Linked DNA regions of Gossypium hirsutum: region 2 is linked to region 1. Evidence: chromatin contacts called from public Hi-C data. All regions are on one chromosome and are shown on one strand. Each heading gives the region's core, a stretch centred on a gene start, on an enhancer-like site or on the middle of the called end of the contact. The rest is flanking DNA. Distances are from core to core; before and after follow the strand shown. Region 1 has its middle 97 kb from the start of LOC121208789. Region 2 has its middle 55 kb from the start of LOC107897835.

Region 1 (6,100 bases), core at 1,120-3,619:
ACCAATCTGTTCGAAAAATTACAAGTGTACTTAGACGAAAATACTACACTTAAGGCACCGAAGCCAACAAAACAGATTTAGGATCTATTCTACATGGGTCTTATCTGATGTACTATCAGTCCAGTTAGTCACATCTACATTTCTATCTTCTAGGAGTCATCTTCTCTGATGCACAAGATAAATCATCTCCCCAATTGGACTTGATAGACGACATATTAGTCTTTCAATTGTTTTGCTCATTTTTTATTAGACTAAGGACATGTTTAGGCTCATCCACTAATATAAGATGTCTTTCTGTATTACAATCTAACCACGTAATACCGCTTAATATTAGTTAAATATTATATAACCAGTGAGTCAATATTTACTTCCATTTTGCTTTGCATGGAAAAACTATTGAAGACAATATATAAAGTGTATTAATGTAATTTATGAATAATTTTATTAAATCAATCTGTTCAAAAAATAAAAGTGTACATAGACGAAAACTCAAGGCTAGTCTAGTGTTCAATGTGGACATGCCTAAACCTATTTGTGAGGATCTAAGGGATCACAATCTAGGTAAGTCACAATGGGGGTAAGTAAGAGTGGTGGACTCTTGCGAACAAGATGCACAAGAGAGAAATAAAGTTCGAGTTAGGGGATGACAAAGACATAAGTCAAGACATCGAGATAGTTTCGAGACGAGTTAAAATAATGTCAATTTGAGGACGTAACGAGGGCGTCGTGAGAATGAGTAAGGAAGAATGTCACGGGCTGCAGATCAAAACTTGTGACGAATGCACATAGAGTATCTATGAAGGTCAACTAATTAAATATGATTCATTTGACTTACTTAAATTGGCTCGATTCGTGGAACCCATAATAAATTCTATCTAGTTAAAATATTAGTGACTTAATAATGTTAACCATGGATTTAATTCAATATATACCACTAAATCTTACAAATAGAGGGTTTCACATTATTTATAATTCCGTTCATTCTTTTATATGATTCAAAGTTATGGAATATATTTGACCCATATTGGAACAACCGTAAAAATCTCAATTATTAAAATAGAAAGAACATGGAGAAATACGTTAAGTTACTATGCTAGAGAATCTCTCTCTCTCTCTCTCTCTCTCTCATATTTCAGTTTACGAATCATGAAACGTTCCATTCCAAAAATCTTATCTGTCAATTTTCTCCTTTTCCGTTCCTAATTGTTTTTAAATTAATTGAAGGAGATTATTTGGTGGAAGCGTAGTGGGTTGTAGCATTGTTTCAAGAGGTCAATCGATTTTGAAAATTGATTGATCATATTATCGAATTGTTTTCAAAACGGAATGGAAACGGCGAGGCTTGTTTGGTCTCGGCTTCCACGTTCGGAAGAAGGTGATCTTGACGGAGTTGGACTGTTGAGTACTACAAACAATAGGAATTGTGTAGAGAGCCTAGATTACGAAGTTATTGAGAACTATGCTTATTGAGAAGAACATGTAACTGTAACTTTAAATTTGAAAGTAAAGAAAAGAAGGGTAAATTTTCAGTTTTAAGTTATTGATCTTTTAGGCTTTTTTGAACTATATTTTTTTGTGTGTTTTGGAATTTAATAATTTAGGCACAGAGAGGAAAGCTTTTTGTTGGATATAACGCGGGGATGAAATGGTTCTTCGCTTTGCTTATAGGCATCGGTAAGTTATTGTTTCTGGAATCAGTTTCGACTTAGATTTTGTGGTTTTTAAAAGGAGAAATTTATTTTTTAAGCTGATTTTGACATTTTGGGTTGTATTTGATGGAATGATTTTAATTTGGGAGAATGGAGTGACATTTATTTTAGTTTCATTTATTTACTAAATCTTTCTAATTTTTAATAACTTAGAAAGGGTAAAAAGTTTAGAATCATAATGGGTAGTTAAGATTGTTTGAAAATTATATTTTACATAGTTTGCACTCGAGCATAGTTCCCCTAATTAGGAGTATTTAATAGTTAACCGATCTGAACTACAATTAACTGAATTAGCCGACCTTTTATTTATATATATATTTTATTTTTAGTTAAAACAACTATAAAACATATAAAAAATTAACCGACTTAACTGATTAATTAATTTATATTTTCAAAAAATTAACCGAACTGATTGAATACTTATATATTATAATATTATTTATTAAATTCGGTTAATTCAGTTAACTCGACTGATTTCGAACCGAATTAACCGTTAACCGAACTTTTAAAAAATTATTAACCGAGTCCGACTAAATTAATTTATAATTTAGTTAACTGATTGCTTAACTAAATTCGACAGTATATCCGAATTAATTCGGTTTTACCTTAAATTTGCACCACCTACCCCTACTTCACTACCTTACCCCTTGTAGCATGAACTGGATCGCCTGGTACGAGGTCCAATTTCACAAACCCAGCAAACCATGAATCAGAAGCCCTTGCTCAGTGTCTCAATATCACTGGTTGGTGTTGATTCTCCACAAAGACTGAAACAGAAAGAGTTCCGTTGAAGAAAAAGAAATGAAAAAAAAGGGGGAGTTGAGAGCCCGGGAGAAGTTTGCTCCTAAATATGATTACCATCTTATTTTAAGATTAGGATGTAAATACCTTCTGCAAAGATGGTTTCAGCCTCTTTGATGGTGCCTTTCTTCTTCACCAGTGACCCGCCACTGCTACCAGTGCATTCTTCTAGCAGTTCAGTTCTTCAGCCTTGAGACCTGATGAAAAGCTAGGTTTGTGGTCTTTCTATTTATGTATTCAGTTGGGTCACCGTCCTAACATACTACAACCCCAACGTGTGCTCTGCACATGTACCTTGAATCGACACATACAACGTATTCGGAAACTATGCTCGTAAGTGGTGAAATAGTATTCTTCATTTCCATAATTGATAGGCGGAGAAAGATTTAGTGATAATTAGATGAATCGTCATTTGACCTGGATTAAATTAAGAGTTTGCATATTGCTCTGCTTTTAAGTGATCCTTTTTGTATAGATAGCGAACTTCTATCCCTTTCTTGGATGAATTTTTTCCCATAAAGTATCTGGTAGAATGGATGGTTTTTATGTAATTTCTTTTCAGGTACTGGATTTGCTGCTGTATTTATCAATATTTCAGTCGAGAACTTTGCTGGATGGAAGTTTTCCTTGACATTTAACATAATACAGAAGTCATATCTGGCTGGTTGTCTAATTTACATACTAATCAACTTAGCCTTAGTCTTTTCTTCTGTATCTATCATTACCCAATTTGCTCCAGCAGCAGCAGGATCTGGTATTCCTGAAATCAAGGGTTATTTGAATGGTAAGTTTTGATATTTTCCAATCCATTTTCCACACAATACTCATTAATGTTAATGCTCTGTCATAAGTGTTGTGTAGTCTGACGATCCAATGCTTATCTTAATCCTCAGGAATTGATATTCCTGGTATCCTTCTTCTTAGAACCTTGATTGGAAAGGTATGATAATCTTGCCAGCATGATCTTGTTGCTGAGACATAAACCAGTTGTCCATTTATGGTTCACAGCTTTTTTAGTAGAAAATTTATGTGCTGGTAGTATTTTAAAATTCTTTTAAATTTAGATTAGGGTTTTTAGGTTTATCAATCCGTATCCATGCCATTTACTGTATCTAGATCTATTCCAGTTGCATTCTTGTCATTGTAATTTGTAGATTTTTGGAAGTATTGGTTCAGTTGGAGGTGGGTTAGCTCTGGGAAAAGAAGGTCCTCTTGTCCATACTGGCGTTTGTATTGCATCTCTTCTTGGACAAGTAAGCACATAGTATTAAAAGTATGCTAATGTCAAGATATGATTTTCACCATAATTTGCTCTGAAAATTTCACAGTTTTATAATGAGTGACTTGATTAGTAGTCCTTGAAGAGAGGAGGGTGATTTTGTACCACAACTATTTCTTGGTTGTAAACTTGGAATGCAATATTAGTGTATTTTAACGATAGTATCTACATTCAATGCTGCCTTGAAAGTTTAACATTTTTGCTGTTGTATGTGTAGCATCTCTATAGAACTTTCCATGCTAAATTTTAATTTTGTGTGATGTGTTTATTCAGGGTGGATCCACAAAATATCATATAAGTTCTAGGTGGCTTCAAGGTTTCAAGAGTGATCGGGATCGTCATGGTCTTGTGAGTCTTTTTGATTAATAAATCTGGAGAGTATATATGAGAGAATAACTTCATGGATTTTCTCCTATTTCACGTATAGCTGTTAAAAGATCAATCCTTCTGATGCAGGAGCTTTTATTTAGTTTATAATGTTTTACTCTTTCAATTTTATTTATTTAGCATTAGATATATTATGGATGGCTACAATTATTAAGTATCTTTTGGGTTTAAATCTAGGGCTAGAATAAAACTTTATTTGCAGGAAAGCCTAGTAACTTTACTTGCAAGAAAGGAAAGCTTATATAACTTTACATTATTATTATTATTATTTTCTTTGAATTGATATAAAGAAACTGGAGGTTCTGGTAAAACCCCAAGTTTTCCAGAGTTCCATCTTTGCTACTTGTTTGTTCAGCCCTAATTCTTTCTGTTGTCACTGTTTTCTCCCTTTAACCACGTTGGTTTTGCTATTAGAGCCTAATTAGATCTGAGGTCTATGTTAAGGTTTGCTTTTAAGCCATGGTTGGGTTGATAAGAGTTTGAGGAGGAGGAAATCAGGATCAAAAAACAGAATTGGCTGCGCTACAAGGTGCAATTGAAGAATTATCACATGCACGTTATGCTTGGTTGCAACAGGAACAAGAGAGAACCTTGATGGAGATTCTGGAAGGTGCCCCAATCAATTTGACATATTGGAAGGTAGTCTCACTGATAAATCTAATTTTGGTGAGAAAGAAAACCCCTTTTATGATGTTGGACCCATAGACCCTGCGCTACGAGGTGGATTGAAAGAGCGGTTAGTGCATGCCCTAGAATTAAATGAGAGTGGAATTAATGTTGAAGTTGCTTGTTCTCTTTGCAAGATGCATGCGGAAGAGCAAGATTATGATCTATTAGAACCTATCTATGATGAATATTCTAAATAAAGTGGAGAAGTTCTTGTGTAACCAATAGAGGAAGAGCCTTCGGTTCTTCATAGAATGACAGCCACAACCTTAGGGAAGGTGAGGATTGGAGGTCAGTCAAAAATCTCTTGGATATCTCAGGGGACACAATGCCTTGTGATAATTCTAGATTAAAGAGAGCTGATGCAATTTCTACTTTCGAATAATATTTTGCCAAGAGAACTCAGTGCTGAACTTCAGAAAAACCAAGAAAGCTTGAAGGAAAGTAACAGTGCAAAGGTGATGCAGTCTTTTGAAGGAAAACATCTTGCATCCAACATGAAAGCTATCTTTCTGAGAGCTGCAACTAAACGTTAGGTTCCGAATGGTTTCAATTGAAATAGATGGTGTCAGAATATCCTCAGAAAAAGGAGAGAGTCTTGGTGAAAGAGGCATGAATGTGGACTTTCTGTTAATGCTTTTGCGTGACCGTTTTCCTTGGCGTCCAGACTTTCATCTCATTTTAATGAGTACAAAAATGAATTTGTTGCAAGACATTTTTCTGAAGGCAGATACCAGGAATCAATAGGCAGAACTTTTAAACAGAATGTTTAAATTTTTTCTAGTCATCTTGGAAACTATTAAGTCGTGTCAGCAAATGAGGATTATTTCTCTCTTAATCTTGAAATTCTTGAATATGCTGTGATTGTAGTGAATGGTGTTCCTAAACAGGAATTGTTGTCTCTATGTTGCTTACCATAGCAACCAGTTACATCAGAGTTAAAGCTCAACTACCATTCTTTTTACGTAAAGCTCCTATCATTTGATGAATACAATAAAGCTATAAGAGAAGTAGGTGTGCTGGAAGTCTTGTTGGAAGATTTGAAGCAACATAAGTTTATATTGGGTCAAATCAACATGTTGGTAAAGCCAACCAGTTGGAGAGAAAATCCAGTTTGAACAACTTCAAGCAACACATGGTGAGGTGTTATTATTTCACCCAAGTTCATGGAATCCGGTTCTGGGAAGTTTCCTATTTTTGAAGCTATGGATATTGGCATTGATTCTCAAAATAAGCATTACAGTGCATCTAGAAGATA
Region 2 (6,100 bases), core at 2,587-5,086, 820 kb after region 1:
GATAAGTATCTCTTTTCCACCTTGAGATACTAATCTCATACTCCCAATTATCAATATGTTGTTTTAGTCTGTCCTTCAATGCTTAAAAAGATTATTTTTTTCCTTCTCCCTACTAAGCTTGGCAGCCCTAAATACCTTTCTAATTCATTGGAGCTCTGAATTCCCAATTGGGTGACCACTATCTGTCTAACTTCCTTAAAGACTGATGATTTTTCAAAATTTACGCACTGACCTGAGCTATTTTTATACTCTCGCAAAATCTGCTTGATTGTACATACTCCCCTTCTTGTTGCTTCTTCAAACAATATGCAGTCATCAGCAAAAAGTAAATGGGACACCCTAGGGCCACTTCTACTAGCTTTGACACCTTTTATAACTCCTTCTCCAGTAGCCATTCACATTAGGCTTGATAGACCTTCCCCACATATCAAAAGTAAAAATGGGCTTAATGGATCTCCTTGCTTAAGTCCTGTTGTTGGATAGAAAATATCTCATTTATTACCATTAACTACTGTTGAATAAGAAACACTAGATATGCATTTCATAATAGATTCAATTCATTTTTGAGCAAATCCTATTCTACTCATGATTTCTTGAATAAAATTCCATTCTACTCTATCATAAGCCTTACTTATATCTAACTTGACTTCCATAAATCCCTTCTTCCCCCTTTCTTTTCTTTTATCGAGTGTAAAATTTCATAGGCCACTAGTGCATTATCTGTTATAAGTCTCCCTGGCACGAATGTGCTCTGTGCTTCATCAATACATTTATCAATAACTCCTCTAAATCTATTTGCTATCACCTTTGCCACAATTTTATAAAACATAGACTAATTGGCCAAAAATGAGTCAGATGAGAAAGATTAATAATCTTTGGGATAAGCACAATCTGGGTTGCATTAATTGGACTAACCTTCATTTCTCCATTCAAATGATTTAGGCAAAAGGAAACAACACCACTCCCAACGATATCCCAACATCTTTGGTAAAAAGGGCTGGAAATCCATCTTTCCCTGGTGCCTTTGTGGACCCCATCTCAAACAAAGCCCCCCTAATTTCCTCTCCCTTGTAAGGCGTTAAAAGCTTACTATTATCTTCATCAGAGATACATCATTTAATACCCAAAAAAAAATGCTCATTAAAAGTAGTCCTCCCTGCTTTGAATAAATTCTCAAAATACACCCGTGTAATGCCCTCCATTTCTCGAACATCTTCCATAACCTCTCCACTATCATTCTGTAGCTTCTTAATCTAATTCTTCCTCCTCCTTTGTGTTGCATGACTGTGAAAAAAAAGCTGTGTTCCTATTGCCAAGTTGCAACCAGTTTAACCGAGCCCTCTGTTCCCAATAATATTCTTCCTTTTCAATTTCAAAGTTTAGCTAAATTTTTGTGTCAATCATGTCAGCCAAATTCCTCTCATCCCTTTTAACTTCTACTAATTTTGATAATTTCTTTGTTAACATCTCCTTTTTCCAATTTCTATTCATTCGTATCTATCCCGCCCACTTTTTCAATCCTATTCTCAAAAAATCAAGCTTTTGCAAAAGATCCCCTATTGCCATTCCCCAAAGGTATTTAACTTCTTCATTAAAAGAGTCTTTTAAAGTCCATGCTTCAAATTTAAAATTAACACCTTTTATCTTGACCTCTTTTTTATGAGCCTCAATCAATAGGGGACAATGATCAGAAAAAGATAACTAGATGTTGAACTATTGCTTCAGGAAACAAAGCCATCCAACTTGCATTAGTAACCCCCCGATCAAGTTGTTCTCTTATATTTGTCTTAGGTAGATTCCCCCTCTCCCAAGCAAACCACCTACCTGAAAAACCCATTTCATTTAGTTGACATTCCTCCAGCGTTTTTCAAAACAATTCCATTCTTCTTTCATCCCTAGGTAAGCCTCACTTCTTTCGAAGCCATACATAATTTCATTAAAGTCTTTGCAAACAAACCAAGGGGTATCTTCATCGTGTTTAAGAGTTTTCAGTGCAGCCCAAGAGTCTTCTGTATCTCAAGTATAAACGGTACCATAAAAGCCCGTAAATCGCCACTTTCCACTGATTTATGCGTCTTCCACGATCACATCAATATGGCTCTTGGAAAAACTTTTAAGAGTGATCGCAATATCGTTTCTCCATGCCATACACAAACCTCTTCTCGTTCCATTCGAATAAACTTCAATTCCATTTTCAAAGCCACAACTTCTTCAAACTCTCTCCATTTGTAAACTACAAAGTTTAGTCTCCATAAAGAAGACTAAATGGGGATTAAAAATCTTCAACGAGTGCCGAAGTCTCCTGATTATTCGAGGTCTCCCCAAACCACGAACATTCCAACTTAAAATTTTGATTGCGTTCGGGCGGCTTGCCTTTTGGCAACCGTCGATAATATTAGATTGTGTTCCTCCACTCTCCTATTTCTGGACAGCACCTTACTGATATCATCATTTTCTGCGGAATTATCATATTCAACTCTAGATCTTTTCTTCCCCTCCTTTCCTATAAGTGTTGGGTCCTCCAAATCATGCTCCATGGAATCATGGAATTGTTTTGACAATACATCCGTCACCCTTTGATTAGAATCTGATAATCCCCCTTCTAAATTGAATCCAAGAACTGGGTCCACAAGTTTTACGCATCTTCTTTTATTTTCCACCCTCCAATACCCACTCCCTCCTCCTTTATAACTTCCCCCACCGTCTCCCACTTTCCCCTCCCCATCCTCCCTTAGCCATATACAGTTCATTGCTAACACTCTTCGAGACTAAGCTCGTAAAGACAAATCCCATCCCATTTTAGCTACTTCCACTCCAAGTGCCATATTTGCTTCGCAAAAGGAATCGCTATAGCCCAATCTTCCACAGAAAAAACAAAATAACGATAATCGCTCATATTTGAAATTGACATATGACCTCCTAGAAAACGAAATCTGCTTCTTCCTTTTTAAAGGATGCCTTACATCAATTTGGACTCTAATCCTCATAAAATTCCTATTCTCCTTACCCAGATTAGATCTATCATATTCCAAAAAACCCCTAAAAATTCCCCATTTGAACAGCCAAACTCTCTGAAAATAACCCAATGGGGACATCATGTATTTGAACCAAAACGGCGTCATAACTAAAGGTACTTGTAGTGGATCCTCTCCCCAAGCCAATTTATAAAGAAGTAACAAATGGTTGTTGAAGTTCCAAGGAGAACACTTAATAACCCTTTCCAAATCCATAATATGAAAAAATTGGAACAGACACCTTTTTTCTCCTAGATATCGGATCTGAACGCCACAAATTGGATGCCACAAATTAGCCAAAGTACTCCTCATTGCTGGAAAGTGAATGACACTAGCGGTTAAGAAACAACCCACAAGTTGGAAAATCTCCCCCCTTCCTTCTCTGTTAAGATCTGGTTGTATTTGAAAAACTTCATCTTCATCATTAATTGAAAGTTGAGCCAGTTCGTTTTCCATCTTTGTAGGTACTATCACAAACTATGCCTTCTGTCTACAATATGCAAAGGATCACATCCAAGAAGCGTCGCCTACACAAAACAAGAACCAAAAAACGAAATCGATAAAACCCTAAACACCTTACCAGATTGACAGACAATAACGTGCCAAGGACGGCAAACTCAATTATAACATAATAATATTTTAGATACTAAATTGGACTATAAAAAATTAAATACCAAAATAAAAAAGTCAATATACTTCACGAGTCAAATAGTGAAAGATGATCTGGAATTGAAAAATAGTCCAAAGAATCGGCCTGATTGGAAGCTTTGGGCTTTAACAGAAGGTCCCTTTACCTTAACCCAAAACCCATGCTTAAAAATTCCCAAAGTAACCCAACGACAATGGAAACCTCTTTCGACTTTCTCGTCTACCTTGTCGATCGGATCTCAACCAAACCAAAATCCTTCTTTCATGTTTCGTAGACTCTCTCCTTTCTTTCACCCAAAACCTCTTTCACTTCTCCTCCCCAACAAACCTACTTTTTCAACATCCCAAGCCGTTCTTTTACACTTCAACCATCAAAATGGCTGATACCCAAAAGTTCTATTCCGTTCCTTCCCTTGACAAAGTCTCTAAACCAGAGTTACTTCGTGCTTTGGAGTCTTCTCTAGCCTCTTCTTTTAGCTCTGACCGAATTTGCTGCGCCCCCAACCCTTTAATCATTGTTATAAGTGGTCCAAGTGGGGTAGGCAAAGATGCAGTCTTCAAAAGACTGAGAGAAGTTAGAGAAAATCTTCATTTCGTTGTTACTGCTACGAGTAGAGGAATTAGGCCTGGTGAAGTTGATGGCTAAGATTACTATTTTGTGTCAAAGGAAGAGTTTTTATCGATGGTTGAAAAAGATGAGCTTGTGGAGTATGCTGTAGTTTATGGTGATTACAAAGGAATACCTAAGAAGCAGATAAGAGAGTTTATGGCAAAAGGGTGTGATATTGTGTTGAGAGTAGATATTCAAGGGGCAGAAACATTAAGGAAGACACTTGGAGATTCTGGGGTGTTCATATTTTTGGTGGCTGAGAGTGAGCTGGCGCTCGTTGAGAGGCTGATTGAGAGGAAGACTGAGAGTAAGGAGGAATTGCTAGTCAGGATTGCTACCGCCAGACAGGAGGTGAAGTTTGTTAAGAGATTCGATTATGTTGTTGTGAATGCACATGGGAAGCTTGAGGAGGCTGTTAATTTGGTGGGGGATCTATCATTGATGCTGAGAAGGCTAAGGTTAGGCAGAGGACGCCATTCATTTGAGATTTTGACTTCTTCACTTTGGTTTCTTTTACTTCTTGTTGAATTCTGTGTTATTGGGAATGGCTAATCTGAATGAAAGAGCAGTCCAATGTTTCATTATGATATCACACCAAGATTTATTACACTTTTTCAAACTGCATGCTGAAATAGAAATTTGTCGAGGTTTCATGTATGTAAGCAGGTCTCGGCTCTTGAGCCCTGAGCTCATTATATTGTAAAGATTTGCATTTTAGGCTAAGTAGTAACTGGGAGTTCCTTTGCTCCATATTCTTGTTTTAATGGCATTGTTAAATCTGGTTGGACGCACTGGCATTCTGCCTAACACGTACCCTTTGAAACTAAGTAGATGTAATACAACTGTTAACGTGTTATGCTGTAAATTAGTTTACAGAATGATGCTTGCTCATTTTAACAACACTGATAGAAAAGTTCAATTTCAGTTGTTTCAGTTGTTGTTAGAGAGATTTATTTTCCCGGAAAAGTTGGCTTTACATGTGCTGTTTCTGAATGTGTCTGTATAATGTTTTGATTGTTTGGGGCATCAGAAAATCACCAAAATGAAAGGTTGACAAGTAGAAAACAATAGTAGGAAGATGCCAAGTTGAGATGATGTGACAGTGTCCTATCAGCAAGGACAACAAGATCCTTCTTCATTCTTTACTCTTTCAACTTGACTGTTCTCTTGTGAGAAGTGCCAGCAGCACAATGACACGATTAAACCCAGTACGCATCTTGATTTCATTTAGTCTAACTGTGCCATTATTTGCTTGGATTTTGGTTTCCTTTTCTCTGAATGAATTGCTTGCTTTGGTCGTCTTGTAATCTTTTTCCTTATTAATGATTGTTCTTGCACTGGCTTAAGTAACAAATCACACTCTTGTTTCTTGAAATGGTTGAAGAGCAATTTAAGATAGATGATGTTCCTTACAAGTAGGAGGTCACAGTTTTTTGCTACCAACTGGACTCATTGATGGTATTGTGCAGCTTCTTGGTAGTTAAACTTTGTTGTATTTTGTTGATTCAAACTCTAAACTAGTATGAGATTTAATTTTCTTACCTTTGGCCTCAAAAGTTCTACCAGTCTGCATTTCAATTTTCGTTTGTAGACTACTAATATCTTTCTGGCTCAAATGTGTTGTTTACTTGCTATCATTCGGTCTGAATAGAAATACCGTCATTGACCAAGGTTTATCGTTTAGGACGGTGTTAATATGATTCTATCTGATCCACTGGTTGAAATAGTTCAATTGAGATTTGGTGTTCTGTAAGATTCAGTAGATATCATAGGATCAAATATTTTGTGAATAGGTTGAATTGATAAATTAAAAAAAGAAAAATCAGTT

The links. A called contact is a pair of places that touch in the nucleus more often than the background predicts.
Region 2: a contact with region 1 is called in a Hi-C map of leaf, with 6 times the contacts expected there. The contact joins two enhancer-like sites. A contact is called at or near these places in 2 of 34 Hi-C or Micro-C datasets (both in leaf).

What each region holds. Positions count from the first base shown.
Region 1 is chrA10:50,626,707-50,632,806 of Gossypium_hirsutum_v2.1, forward strand. It overlaps the pseudogene LOC107895792. Among protein-coding and RNA genes, the nearest start is that of LOC121208789, 97 kb to the left of the region's middle. Within about 2 kb of position 2,370, at least 7 of the 9 cell types and tissues checked have an H3K27ac peak or open chromatin away from gene starts, as enhancers often do. A contact at or near this core is called in leaf, where this site is marked.
Region 2 is chrA10:51,441,570-51,447,669 of Gossypium_hirsutum_v2.1, forward strand. It overlaps the pseudogene LOC107897834. Among protein-coding and RNA genes, the nearest start is that of LOC107897835, 55 kb to the right of the region's middle. Within about 2 kb of position 3,837, at least 7 of the 9 cell types and tissues checked have an H3K27ac peak or open chromatin away from gene starts, as enhancers often do. A contact at or near this core is called in leaf, where this site is marked.